Linked DNA regions of Mus musculus: regions 1 and 3 are each linked to region 2. Evidence: chromatin contacts called from public Hi-C and HiChIP or PLAC-seq data. All regions are on one chromosome and are shown on one strand. The core of a region is the stretch at or near the end of the contact, and the rest is flanking DNA. Distances in the headings are between cores, read along the strand shown. Region 1 overlaps Gosr2 (golgi SNAP receptor complex member 2). Region 2 holds the start of Rprml (reprimo-like). Region 3 overlaps Gm884 (predicted gene 884).

What was found. Hi-C and Micro-C count contacts between places; a contact is called where the count stands out from the background. HiChIP or PLAC-seq counts read pairs in DNA pulled down with a chosen protein or histone mark.
Region 1: a contact with region 2 is called in a Hi-C map of the C2C12 cell line, with 2.1 times the contacts expected there. The contact joins the enhancer-like site here to the promoter of Rprml in region 2. A contact is called at or near these places in 12 of 39 promoter capture datasets (the 3T3-L1 cell line, embryonic stem cells, hippocampal neurons and 5 more), 6 of 15 datasets of contacts at CTCF or cohesin (the NIH/3T3 cell line, embryonic stem cells, hippocampal excitatory neurons and 2 more), 103 of 484 Hi-C or Micro-C datasets (8-cell embryo, the AML12 cell line, the AtT-20 cell line and 59 more), 12 of 115 datasets of contacts at active chromatin or transcription factors (astrocytes, bone marrow-derived dendritic cells, embryonic forebrain and 6 more) and 5 of 9 other capture datasets (adipose tissue, embryonic stem cells, embryonic tail and 2 more).
Region 3: an H3K4me3 HiChIP or PLAC-seq map of embryonic stem cells shows a contact between it and region 2, with 2.6 times the contacts expected there. The contact joins the enhancer-like site here to the promoter of Rprml in region 2. A contact is called at or near these places in 1 of 15 datasets of contacts at CTCF or cohesin (the NIH/3T3 cell line), 2 of 115 datasets of contacts at active chromatin or transcription factors (both in embryonic stem cells) and 2 of 9 other capture datasets (adipose tissue and liver).

What each region holds. Positions count from the first base shown.
Region 1 is chr11:103,681,840-103,685,448 of GRCm38.p6, reverse strand. It overlaps Gosr2 (golgi SNAP receptor complex member 2), which reads left to right. Exons shown (of 6, transcript NM_019650.4): 5 at 1,517-1,657. Among named protein-coding and RNA genes, the nearest start is that of Gosr2, 14 kb to the left of the region's middle. Within about 2 kb of position 1,583, at least 38 of the 459 cell types and tissues checked have an H3K27ac peak or open chromatin away from gene starts, as enhancers often do. A contact at or near this core is called in the C2C12 cell line, the HL-1 cell line, Sertoli cells and 5 more, where this site is marked.
Region 2 is chr11:103,648,141-103,651,847 of GRCm38.p6, reverse strand. It overlaps Rprml (reprimo-like), which reads right to left and starts at 2,339. Exons shown (of 1, transcript NM_001033212.2): 1 at 1,268-2,339. The coding sequence starts at 2,067. The coding sequence ends at 1,714. It overlaps 1700072I22Rik (RIKEN cDNA 1700072I22 gene), which reads right to left. Exons shown (of 2, transcript NR_131143.1): 2 at 2,835-3,242.
Region 3 is chr11:103,608,407-103,612,298 of GRCm38.p6, reverse strand. It overlaps Gm884 (predicted gene 884), which reads left to right. Exons shown (of 14, transcript NM_001033434.2): 2 at 2,309-2,380; 3 at 3,346-3,417. Among named protein-coding and RNA genes, the nearest start is that of Gm884, 4.4 kb to the left of the region's middle. Within about 2 kb of position 1,253, at least 3 of the 459 cell types and tissues checked have an H3K27ac peak or open chromatin away from gene starts, as enhancers often do. A contact at or near this core is called in embryonic stem cells, where this site is marked.

The sequences.
Region 1 (3,609 bases), core at 334-2,833, 34 kb before region 2:
TGATTAACAGCTCACACATACAGTGCTGTAAGCCTCTGAGTAAGCCAGCATATGGCATGCTACATCACATTCAGGCAGTTGTAGGCTAGACATGACCTCTCAGGATTATTCTGTTGATTGCCAGCCTGATGTGGCACCACACTCACCAGGCTGCTCATAAGCACTGACTCACCAAATGAAACTTCCTCCAAGTCACTTTCCCCATTCTAAAGAGAGCAGACTAGCACCCTTCCCTTCTCAGGTTTCTGTGTAAAGCCATTCAGTAAGTGCTTGTCAGAAAAGGGGAGTCGTGGTTCTCTTAAAACACTAGAGTTAACACCAAGATACCAAGTAAAGCCTTTGAGAAGAGTACTAAACATGGCTTCTTCCTTTCAGGAGCTTCTGTGTTAGCAGGGAGTTTCAAAATGTCCACCTAGGGCTGGTTCTGAACTTGAGCAGCAGAACAAATGGTTACTCACCTGCCAGTGGGAATTGGGGCTTCCATGGTGGTGGGGCACTGCCTGGCAGGAGGTTGTGCTGGTCAGACAGCAGGAAGGAGAGACAATCACTGCTGGGTGACACGTGGTCCTCTTCCCAGCGCAATTGGTGTGTGGTTAGAGCCACCAGGCTCACTCTCAGTGTTTTTGTCTGCAGTGTAGTTGAAATTGAGAGTTGTGTGTGCACCCAGCCCTGGGATCCTACCTATCTGGACAGGTTATTCCATCTCTCTGGGCCTCACCTTCTTCATCTGCAAAATGGGGAGAGCAGGAAAAGTCCAGCAAGCTGTGTGAGTTAGAGAAATGTGCCTGTGAAGTAAGAGGGCTTGGTCTGTACTGATAGGGCATTTCAGTCGGAAAGGCCAGGGTCCAAAGGAGTGCTTAGTAGGTAAATCCATTGCAAAGTCTGCAGAGTCTGTGATCTGAGGCATCTCACTCACATAGACTGTGCTCACTCTGCAGTCCTCTTTTCTTTTCCTCTGTCTTTCTTTAGCAACCTTTCCCTGCCTTCTCAGAACTTTGTTCCCATCCTGAACACCCTGCAGGCTTCAGTAGAAAGCACTGCCCCTTTGATCCGTAGTTTCAGTCTAATTAGAGGGATAAGCTATAGATAAAATAGCTAAAGAACAAAAGCAAACATGTAAAAGCGCACGAGCAAGAACTGCTGTAAAGGAACACTTGAGAAGCTGTCTTTGAGAGGCGCCAGAAAAAACCTTTAGGAGAAATGAATGAAGTCTGGAAGGAATAACCGGATTTTCCTCAGTGGGGGACGTAGCAGATGAACAGATCAACACTACAGCAGAGCTCACTTGGAGAATTATGGGTCCGTTACCTCTTCTGCTGCTGTGCGAGCAGGCCCCGCCCCCTTACACACACCTTTGCTTTGCTTTCCTCCCCTGTTGGACTCTCTGATTCTTGCATTTGTCCCTCTAGTTCTTCTGGCTTGACGTTGGCCAAAAAGGCAGTGTAGTAAGATTTGCCCAGCCCCCAGGAGCTGAGTGGCAAGCAAAGTTAACCAAGTGCCTGCATTTCTTTCACAGGACTCTGACACCACCATTCCCATGGATGAATCACTGCAGTTTAACTCCTCCCTCCACAACATTCACCACGGCATGGATGACCTCATTGGAGGCGGGCACAGTATTCTGGAGGGACTGAGGGCCCAGAGACTGACCTTGAAGGTGGGGGCCCTGCTGGAGAATAGAGAGAAGGCTTTTTATTTTGTCCTTGTCCTATAGTTTAGTTCTGTGTTTGTATTGTTTCTGTGTCCCCAGTCCCCATGTGACAGTAAGCCCAAGCCCTTGAACTTACACGTTTGCCCATTGCGTGTAACAAACGCAGTGGCATTTCCTGATAGCTAGGGCTTTGCCCTCCTACTGACTCTGCATGAAATTGAGTTTGCTGTAAGGGGACCAATGACAGGCTGAGAAATGCGTCTTTAGATTTGCTCTTTTAAGAAGGCAGTCTTCTAAGGTGGTTTTCTTTGGGATTTCAGCCGTGGAGTGCACAGGGAGGTCCCCATGCTTCTCATAGCCACAGGTATCCAAGAAGCCTGCCTTGTTTGTACTGCTGAGACCCTGACCCCTGGGAGTGGTTTACAGAAACAGTATAGATTGCTGTCAGTCATGGCGTTTCAGCCTCAGTCTTTTCCTGTGTCAGCCCTGATGGCTCTGGGGGTGTGGGCTCTCCTTGTTATCAGGGTGTGATCCCCTAGAGTAAAGCACTGCCAGCCACTGGGCTGTGAGAAACAGTCCCTTGGAAGTGTGGCGGTTATCTTAGTTGTTATTGGGGCAGAGTTGTCTGCTCTAAGGACTCCAGTGTATTTCTGAGCAGCTCCCACCATCTTTACAGGGAGAGGAACCGACAGGGCGGTTGAAGCTCACCTCCTGTTGGCAGTCACAGTGTCTGCAGTGGCGCAGAGGTGCTCCCCCTTCAGAAGAGTCACTGAAAGTCTACCCCGATCTCTGCAGTGGGCTCCCTGCCTTTTTTTGTTTTTGTTTTTTCGTAGAGAACTGCCCTTTTCTGTAGCTCAGGGACAGTCTGTCTGTCCGGCAGGACGCAGAGCTGGTGCGGGTGAGGTTCTGCATGGTGTGTTAGCCTCCTCCTGAAGCCGGGGTCACTGAGGAAGTCCGTTCACTGCTGGGTCTTGACCTTTGTGATTTCTGACTCCGTTTTCTCTGCATTCCTCCTTCTGCCCATCTTGCCTCGTGATCTCTCCCTGCCTGGGCCAGGGAATTTTCTTCCTAAGCCACTTGATAGGAACAGGGGAGCATGAAAGCACTGGTGCAATTACTTTGATTTTATGGTTGGAAATAGGTACTTTGTGGAGTTCATGGTCACTGTGAGGTGATTTGGAAGGCATGACCACGGAGTAGTCTGTACTTCCGTCCTAAGATGATCTTACAGCACATCTCTCACTTTCTCACTCTAGTGAGACTTTGTCTACTTTCCTCTGGCAGAAGACTGATTTGACTTGAGACCTCCATTTTATTTTTATTTGCAATATAGAGAACCAAATGTAAGGCCTTATACATGCTAACCAGCCACTCTACCAGTGGGTCACATCCCCAGCCCAATATTCCTTTCTTTGGTTTTTGAGACAGTGTTTTATTATGTAGCCTTGGCTGGCCCGGAACTTGTTATATAGACCAGACTGGCCTTAAACTCACGGGGATCTGCCTGCGTCTGCATGCCAGACATTGAGATTAAAGGTGTGCACCACCATTGCTGGCTCAGAATCCTTGATGAGGCTTGTTGGTTTGTTGGCCCTTGTCTGGGTAGATTCCTGTCCAGGTGACTTTACATCTCCTTCAGCTGATGTCTACTCTCAGTGGTTTATTGATGGGTGTTCCTCTTAGAAAATGAATGTGGGGCTGAAGGCTGGACCATCTTTCTAAGCACAGTGGGTGCCATGTGTCTTGACCCTGTACCTCGTTCTGTTACTTCATAAGAAATTGAATATACACTTAAGAGTTAGAAAGCAACGAGAACGAGCAGGCCAGTGGTTTAGACAGTGGATTGATATACATGGCAGCGTTTATGTTCTTAAAGAAGGAGCTTTTCTGTTCTTTTGCTTGCTTGCCTGCCTGCCTGCCTTCCTTCCTTCCTTCCTTCCTTTTTCTTTTCTTTTCTT
Region 2 (3,707 bases), core at 1,090-3,589:
ATGAACCCCAGTGTTCCTTCTATGCTATGGGACTTGTCTCATAGCTATTTAACAAGGGTTCTGCAGGACCTGGCTTCGCTGGCCTGTCTATCACATGGATGAATCCCTGGGTATATGACTGAATGGCAGGGTGGTGGGAAGGACATATCTTAATATCGATGACTTCACAGAGCTGTGTGGGAGCTGGGAGGAGTCTAAATCCTTCGGATGCAATCACCACTTATGATATACCCCCTCCCCCACACTGCTGCCTCCTTTCCCTGCCTAACTGGTGCCAAAGACAGAAGGTTCCTTCCGTTATCCATTCTAAAGCCAGGGAAGGCTTCAGCCATCTTCTTTCTCATCCTCCTTCAGGTCTACCCAGTTGGCGAGGAGAGGGAGGCACCTGAGCTCGGTTCCCCAGAGCCCTTTCCAAGTACTTTATGCCCAAGACTGGCTAAGAGGGTGCACATAGGTCGAAAAGCCTAAGGGAAGAGGGCTTTCCTCCCTGTGGTGGCCTGGACTCAGTTGTACCCCAGAGCAAAGGCTTGCTGTAGATGGCCCCCTTCCCTTCCTTCTGGCCAGTAAGCACCAAGTCCCCTCCAGAACTCAGTTTCAGGTTATAAGGGACTAGAGGGTGCATTTTTTTAAATGGGAGGGTCTAGTACTCAGAAGACAACTTCACCTGGAGGCCATTTTCCTCATCTTAAACACCCCAAGTCTCCTTCCAGGACAGAACTGTTCCATCCATCTACCATCCGTAAGGGTGGGGTAAAACAAGCCATTAAATGGGGCTTCTGGGCTCAGCTTGGAATTTTACTAGACCCAGCCCCATCTACCCAAATGAATTTATCTGATATGTTTATTTTATTCCCTCCCCAAAATTCTGTTCGCTTTCTTTTTCCATTTCCATTTCATGAAGATGACTAAAATTTCCAGCAATTAATCTCATTAAGTGTCTGGCTGCCCCAAAGGACCTGCCTCCTCTACAGTAGTAGTGTAGAAGAAAACAGTTCTTTGTAGGAAAAAGGAAACAAAAACACAAAAAAAGACAACAAAAACAACGTTTAAAAAAAAAACCCAAAAAGATAAAACAGTTCCTTTCTTTCTCCTCTTGGTCTGAGAACCAGGGAGCTTCAGAGCTATCTGCCCCATAGCTCCTTTAATGGACCAAACTGGGCAAGAAGTAGGTCACGGTCTCCTCCCTATACACACACACACACACAGACACACACACAGACACACACACACACACACACACACACACACACACACACACGGCACAGTTAGAATGTATAAGGAAGCCCGACGGCTATGGTTTTATTACAAAATTTCTTCTCAGACGCAATGCGAGATCAGATGCAAAATCTCAGCGATGCACCTCTTCCCTGAGCCCTCCTTGGAGCTGGCCCCCACCAACACGGCCGACATCCCCGCCATAGTTAACCTCAGCCCCGCATTGCGTCTCCCCATCCCTGTCTCCCACTCTGCCCCGAACTTCTCTTTGTAAAAAACCTGTGAAGAACCCTGCGTCCCCGGCCCCTGCTGGAGCGCACACAGGACGGAGTCTGGCATGACAGTCCCTTCGCGCACCGCCGCCGCTGAGTCCTATGGTGTCCAGACCCGGGTGGTGCGAGGTACTTCGTTGATCGCAGGCAGCGGCCAAAGCCTTGAGAAAGAGGCTCCGTAGTCTCTTCCTCGCGGTGCTTCAACTCTGGCAAGGGCGGCCGGCGCTCAGTATAGTCCCAGGATGGCGGCGCCCACGTCCTTGGAGGGCCTGCGCTCCTGCATCAGAAAGTTGATCATGCTCTCGGACTTGATGAGCAGGTTACAGCCCAGGAAGAAAACGCCGAAGACCACGGTGAGCGACAGCACGCAAAGCACGGCGATCTGCGCCACGCGCGACACCCACAGGCTGCGTTCGTCCGGCGCCAGTCCTGCGGGGACCCCGTCGCTGGCGGTCAGTGGTGCGCCGCCGGGGCAGCAGTCTAGCCACGTGCCCAGCCCGTGGCTGCGGTTTCCCAGGGTGGCTCGGGCGTCACCACCCACCTCTTCCAGGCCGCTGTGGTTCAGGAAGCTCACGTTCATGCCGGCGTGGTGCCTGGGGGGGGTCTGAGAACGCAGGCTAGGACGCGCCCGGGAGCTGGCGGCGTCCGCTCTGTCGGGGACGCCCGGGGGGTCCCTGGATTACCCTTGCGCCAGGAGGAGAGGAAGGCGGGAAGTCGCCCACGCGCGCTGCGGTTCTTGGTCCGCCTACCTCCCCAGCGGGAAACCGGCGGCCAGGAGCAGAGAGCAACAGGCGGCGCGCGAGCTTGAGAGAGCCAACAGTGCGTGGCAGTCGCCCACGGAGCTCCGAGACTGCCGTGCTGCCCCGCCCCTGGCAACCGCCGAGCTCCGCCCCGCCCCGCCCTTCCCCAACCCACTCGCGTCGCCCAAGCTGCGGGGACACGAACCCCTCCCAGCGTGCTGTCTGCGCAAAGCCCGCTGGACAGGGTCAGAGTGTTCAGGCAGCTCCTGCCCTCGGGCCAAGTAATCTTTGACTCACTCTAGGCTGTCTGTTTTGGGCCGAAAGCTGCCCCAAAGGTGCGGGTTCCCAGAACTGTGGATGGGGGCGGTCTGGAGCCTTTTTCATTCTGTTACATTCTGTGTGTGTGTGTGTGGGGGGTAGCTTTGGCCCACGGCATTGCCCACTCCAACGGGTGTGGCTCTGGGTGGCCTGACTGTGCCACATTGTCTCTGCTGGCCCCTCTCAGCTTTTCCCTGGCTGAAGGCTGTCACAGCTAAGAGCTCTTTGCCTCTTACCATGGCCCCATATGCCACCTCTTTTTAACATATTTATTAAAATTAAGTCATTTGGCGGAGTTTCTATTTTATTTATTTTATAGAAATAATCATTGTAGATCACTTAGCACGGATCAGCAAAAGTTGGGAAAAACCCTCTAAAACTGCAAAATCCTGCTGTCTGGGGTGGGCCAGTGTCCTTACCTAGGTACAACCTCCTCCTGGTTGTCTCTATTTGTGTCCGGGAATGCAGCGTCTTGCCTACTGTAGCGTACATGCTGTTTTGTACTGCAAGGATCTGGCTCAGACAGTCTGTGCTTTGCTTTTGGCACCAGAATTTCTTTAGAGAAATGCTCCTATATTCCTTTGCTCATTATTCTGCTCAGCTTAAGGCAGGGCGGGGGTGGGGGTGGGGCGGAGAGGTTTAATCTGCACTCGCAGCCCATGTCCTTGACTCTGTCCAGCTGTAGTCCAGCTGTCTGCTGCAAAAGGTAGAAGTAGAGAGTGAGTATGGGGACTTCAGGGAAACCCGGCTCCAGTGAGCATACTCAGTACACGTGGGGGCAAATGCCCTGCTCCATAAGCTCTCAATCTTTCCTTCCTGCCCCCCTTACCCTTCCATCACTCTGGGTAGATCCTGCTGGGTAACTTGGTGTGAAAGGAAGGTTGAGAGATGTTTGCCTTTGACCTGTAGTGTGAAGGTAGAGAGAGCGAGCTAGGACCCCTGGAAGCTAGCGAAGATCACCAAACTAAACACAAGCCTGGGCTCTTACCCGGCTCCCCCCTCCCCGCTCTTGCTGGGACAAGAGTCAGCCAATTGCCTATGTCCAGCTGCCTGAAGAGGGGCGGGGCAGGAAGCTTTGCGTAGAGGCAGGCAGGCCTGGGGGTGGGGTACAGAAAAGTATTCCTTGGGCTCAGCAGAAGGGAGGCATAGAGTAGTCTTAGTT
Region 3 (3,892 bases), core at 4-2,503, 38 kb after region 2:
GTGTGCACTACTCAGGGCTAAGAAGTATGGGAGCTATATATGTATGAAGTTTTTCTCTGGAATGTGAATTACTAGACAAGGAAAGGGGGAATATTATGTTAAATCTTAACCTTTGTCCCAAAGTGTTTTTTTAAATAAAGTAAAAATAGGGATTACAGCATAAGTAAAGGCATAGCTACAAGAATAAGGATTTAGTGGAATCACTTACCAGCAAAGAGAAAGCAATGAGACATATTATGAAATACTTTGAATATCAACTCTAGTGGTTTGAAAGTCACAGTATGCTATAGAGAACCATAGAACATTTCCAAGAACTACTGAAAAACTATTAAATGGAGGGCAGAACCTTGCTATGTAGTATAGGTTGGTCCTGACTTCATGATCATCCCGCCTCAGCCCCTTAAATAACAAATATAGGCATGTGTCATAACACTCAGATATAGGATTATTTTAGCACCCATGTGTTGAGTGATCCAGGGGAAAAGCTTAATTCTCGATGACCATGTAGAAGGATCTAGCAAAATTTAGGAATAAAGTGAGGGAGAACTGAGCCACTGTGGCCATTTGGTAGTGGGAAGGAAACCCTGAATCTCCACAGAGTAGGAGAGGAGAGGATTTAGTGACTGATTAAAGAGTTGAGAACTGATGCTGCCTTTAGTCCCAGCACTCAGGAGGCAGAGGTGGTAGATCTCTGTGAGTTCAAGGTCAGTCTGGTCTACAGAGCGAGTTCCACACCAGTCAGGGCTTATAGGTGAGAGCTCATTTCAAAATAATAAAAAAAATGAGCCCACAGTTTGCCTTGATGAAGATGAGGAAGACAGTTTAACAGATGGACTCAGCAGTCAGGAATGAGAGCAGCATGGGGGTTGAGTTCAGTTGTAGGCATTTCCTTTATTGGTGAACATAAAATTAGCTTAGGTGAGAGGAGATGTTCACTATCAAGTGAAAAGATTTTTTTCTTCTCTAACATAAAAAAATATGTTCAAACTGAGCAAGAAAGTCTTCACTGAAGTAAGAACATACGAAGGGTAAATACTCAAAGTGAGTCAAAGAACAAAGAAACTGAACATAACTAAATTTAATAGCTTCTTTTAAGCATGTGGCACTCATGTATAGATTCTCATTTTTGAAATGTCATGGAAGCCTTTTTGGTGACATGTGCCTATAATCTTAGCACTAGGGAAAAATGAGAATCACAAGCTCAAGGCCAGCCTAGACTGTACTGGTAAGATACTTTCTCAGGATGACAAAAGGGCTAGGAATACAGCTTAGTGGTAGATTGCTTGACTAGCACACACAATGCCCTCCATCCCATTATTAGGGCTGGAAATGGGGTGGGGGGAGTGGGACACCTGGGTAGATCACTCAGTTGTTAACATGTCCAAATTGCAAGTATGGGGATTACAGTTCAGATCCTCAGAATCTCATGTAAATGACAGGTTAGTGTTGACAGTCTACCTTACAGCTTGAAAGCTAGATACTACCGGAACAATCTGGCTGACACATGTACTATATCGGCAAGAGTCTAGGTTTGATTGAGAGACCCTGTCTCAGTAAAGTAGAAGAGTGAGTGTGGATAACCATTAACGTCAAACTTGGGCTTCTGCATGCACACATGCAAAATGGAAACAAAACATACAAGGTTTATAAGATAATTTATACACTTCACTCCATAGACCTTGTCACTCTTCTTCTGTGCCCTACCATCCATAACATAAATCCCACTTGGATTTTGGGGTGCAAAATGCAATTTCATTTGTGTTTTTCACAGATGAGCTAAAACTCCTTTCACAGTGATTTTGTGTCTTTTCCTTACGTGGCACGTCTGAGAACTATTTCCACACCAGTACATTTCTTTCACTAGTTATAATTTTTTCATCTTTCTAACACCTACACAGGCTTCAACAGACAGCCCTTAAGCAAAGTTTTGGTATTACTAATATGGTTTCTTAGTAGTTAATAGTGATTAAAAATTTGCCTATTTTAATGACCATATTAAATTTTAAATCACATATATTTTTATGGGCTTAAAGAAGGAATTCATTTAGACACAGTAAAAATACTTAGTAATTAACTCTCCTTTTTAACCAAAAGGTGGGTCAGATTAGAAGTTGACCTTTTGAGGAAGTATCTCACCAGTAGTCAGGCGTTCTTAACTGTGCTTCCTCAGAGACTGATAGATTCAGGAATCATAAAGTTGGTGGCGTCCCTCATTCTGCATCGAGCACTTCCATGAAGGTGTTAGGATTTTTACTGATTCTGTTTATTCTTTTCCTATTATTCAATTATATCAACTGTTTCTCCACAGAAATTTCAAAGGAAATGATATTTCTTTCATTGACAAAAATGTATGGAAGGTATACCGTTGGACTGAGAAATTGTGAGTAGTGTGTGTGTGTGCATAGATATATTCTCTCCAAATATTATGCAAAATAGTGCACTAAGGCCTTTTTTTGGTCCAGATTTTGAGGTGACTATGTCTGAGGAAAGACATTTCCTCTGCGCAACCCAGTAAATTTCTGATAGCTCAACATGGAAGGTTTAGGGTAGAGAGAGGGAGTTCTAATCTCACTAAATAAAGAAATTGGTATTGATTGCATTTTCCTGGTAAGTTGCATGAGGACTGGGGTGTGGTTCAGTGTTAGTACACGAGACCATGAGTTGGAACCTTACTAGTGCAGGCAAAAATTTTAATTTTAATGTTGTGGGGTTTCATAAGAGGCAGATTTGTTTTGCAGTACAGGAATAGTCTATGATGTCATTTTTAGTGGTTAGTAGTTAAGTAAGAGGGATATTGAAACCTTCCTTGTGCCATAATTCCTCAGCTCTGAGGTAACCACTACTCTAAATTGGTATATATCCATCAGACACATTTGCATATAGAAAATAACAGTGTCTCTGCTTTCCTTATCACTTTTACATAAATGATAACATCTGGTAACTTCTTGTTTTCACTTCATGATATTTAAAATTTTCTTTCACATGTGTAGAGGCTTATACTATTCATTTCCAGTTCTGTTTAATATTTTATAGTGTGTACACATCCGTGAGAATTTAATATTATCCTGCTGATTATTAGAGACTATCTGGTTTTTCTGTTACTTGTCTGGCTGTAATAAATGTCCTGTATACCTTGGACAAGTGTTTCTATAGACCAGATATCTAGAAATAGAGCCTTTAGGATAGTTTTTACATATGAAATTTTAACTGCCCTAAAAATAAGTAGTGCCAACTTACACTCTAGGCAATAGCACATGACAGCATGTATCTCTTCATCCCATTTCACCACCAATGTTCTCCGTCTGTTTGATGGTTTTTGATCCAGGTAACCTTTTAATTTTCCAGAATTCTCAGCGAAAATCACCTGACTGAATTACATAAGGAGTCATTCGAAGGCCTGCTATCCCTCCAGGTTTTGTAAGTTAGTTGAGCATATCTATTTGTAAGTAATGAGTTGTCTGTGGATGGATTAGATACTAACATCTCTTCAAACAATAAAACTGCGCAATTATTGAGTAGTTTGGCAGTGCTTGCCTATAATTCCAGCCCTGAGGAGGTGGAAAGTGGGAGGATTGCTGCAAGTTGGAGATCTGCATGGTCTACATAGTGGCTTTCATACCTGCTCCAGGGCTGCTAGGCAAGAGCCTGGCTCTAAAAACATGATAAAAGAAAATCTGCAGTTATGTCTGTCTGTGGGGGTGTCAGCCTATCTCTAACATTAAAATGCCTTTTATGCATTTTAAATTTCCTAAATTATATAGACAAGCTTCAAGCAGAAGAACTCCATTTATAGAAGGAAGATGTTAGGAAGATCTGAGCCATTACTGAGACTCACATGACCCTTGTTTTCTAAGGCATATGCTTCTATTTGGATCTTGCCATACCTCCATCA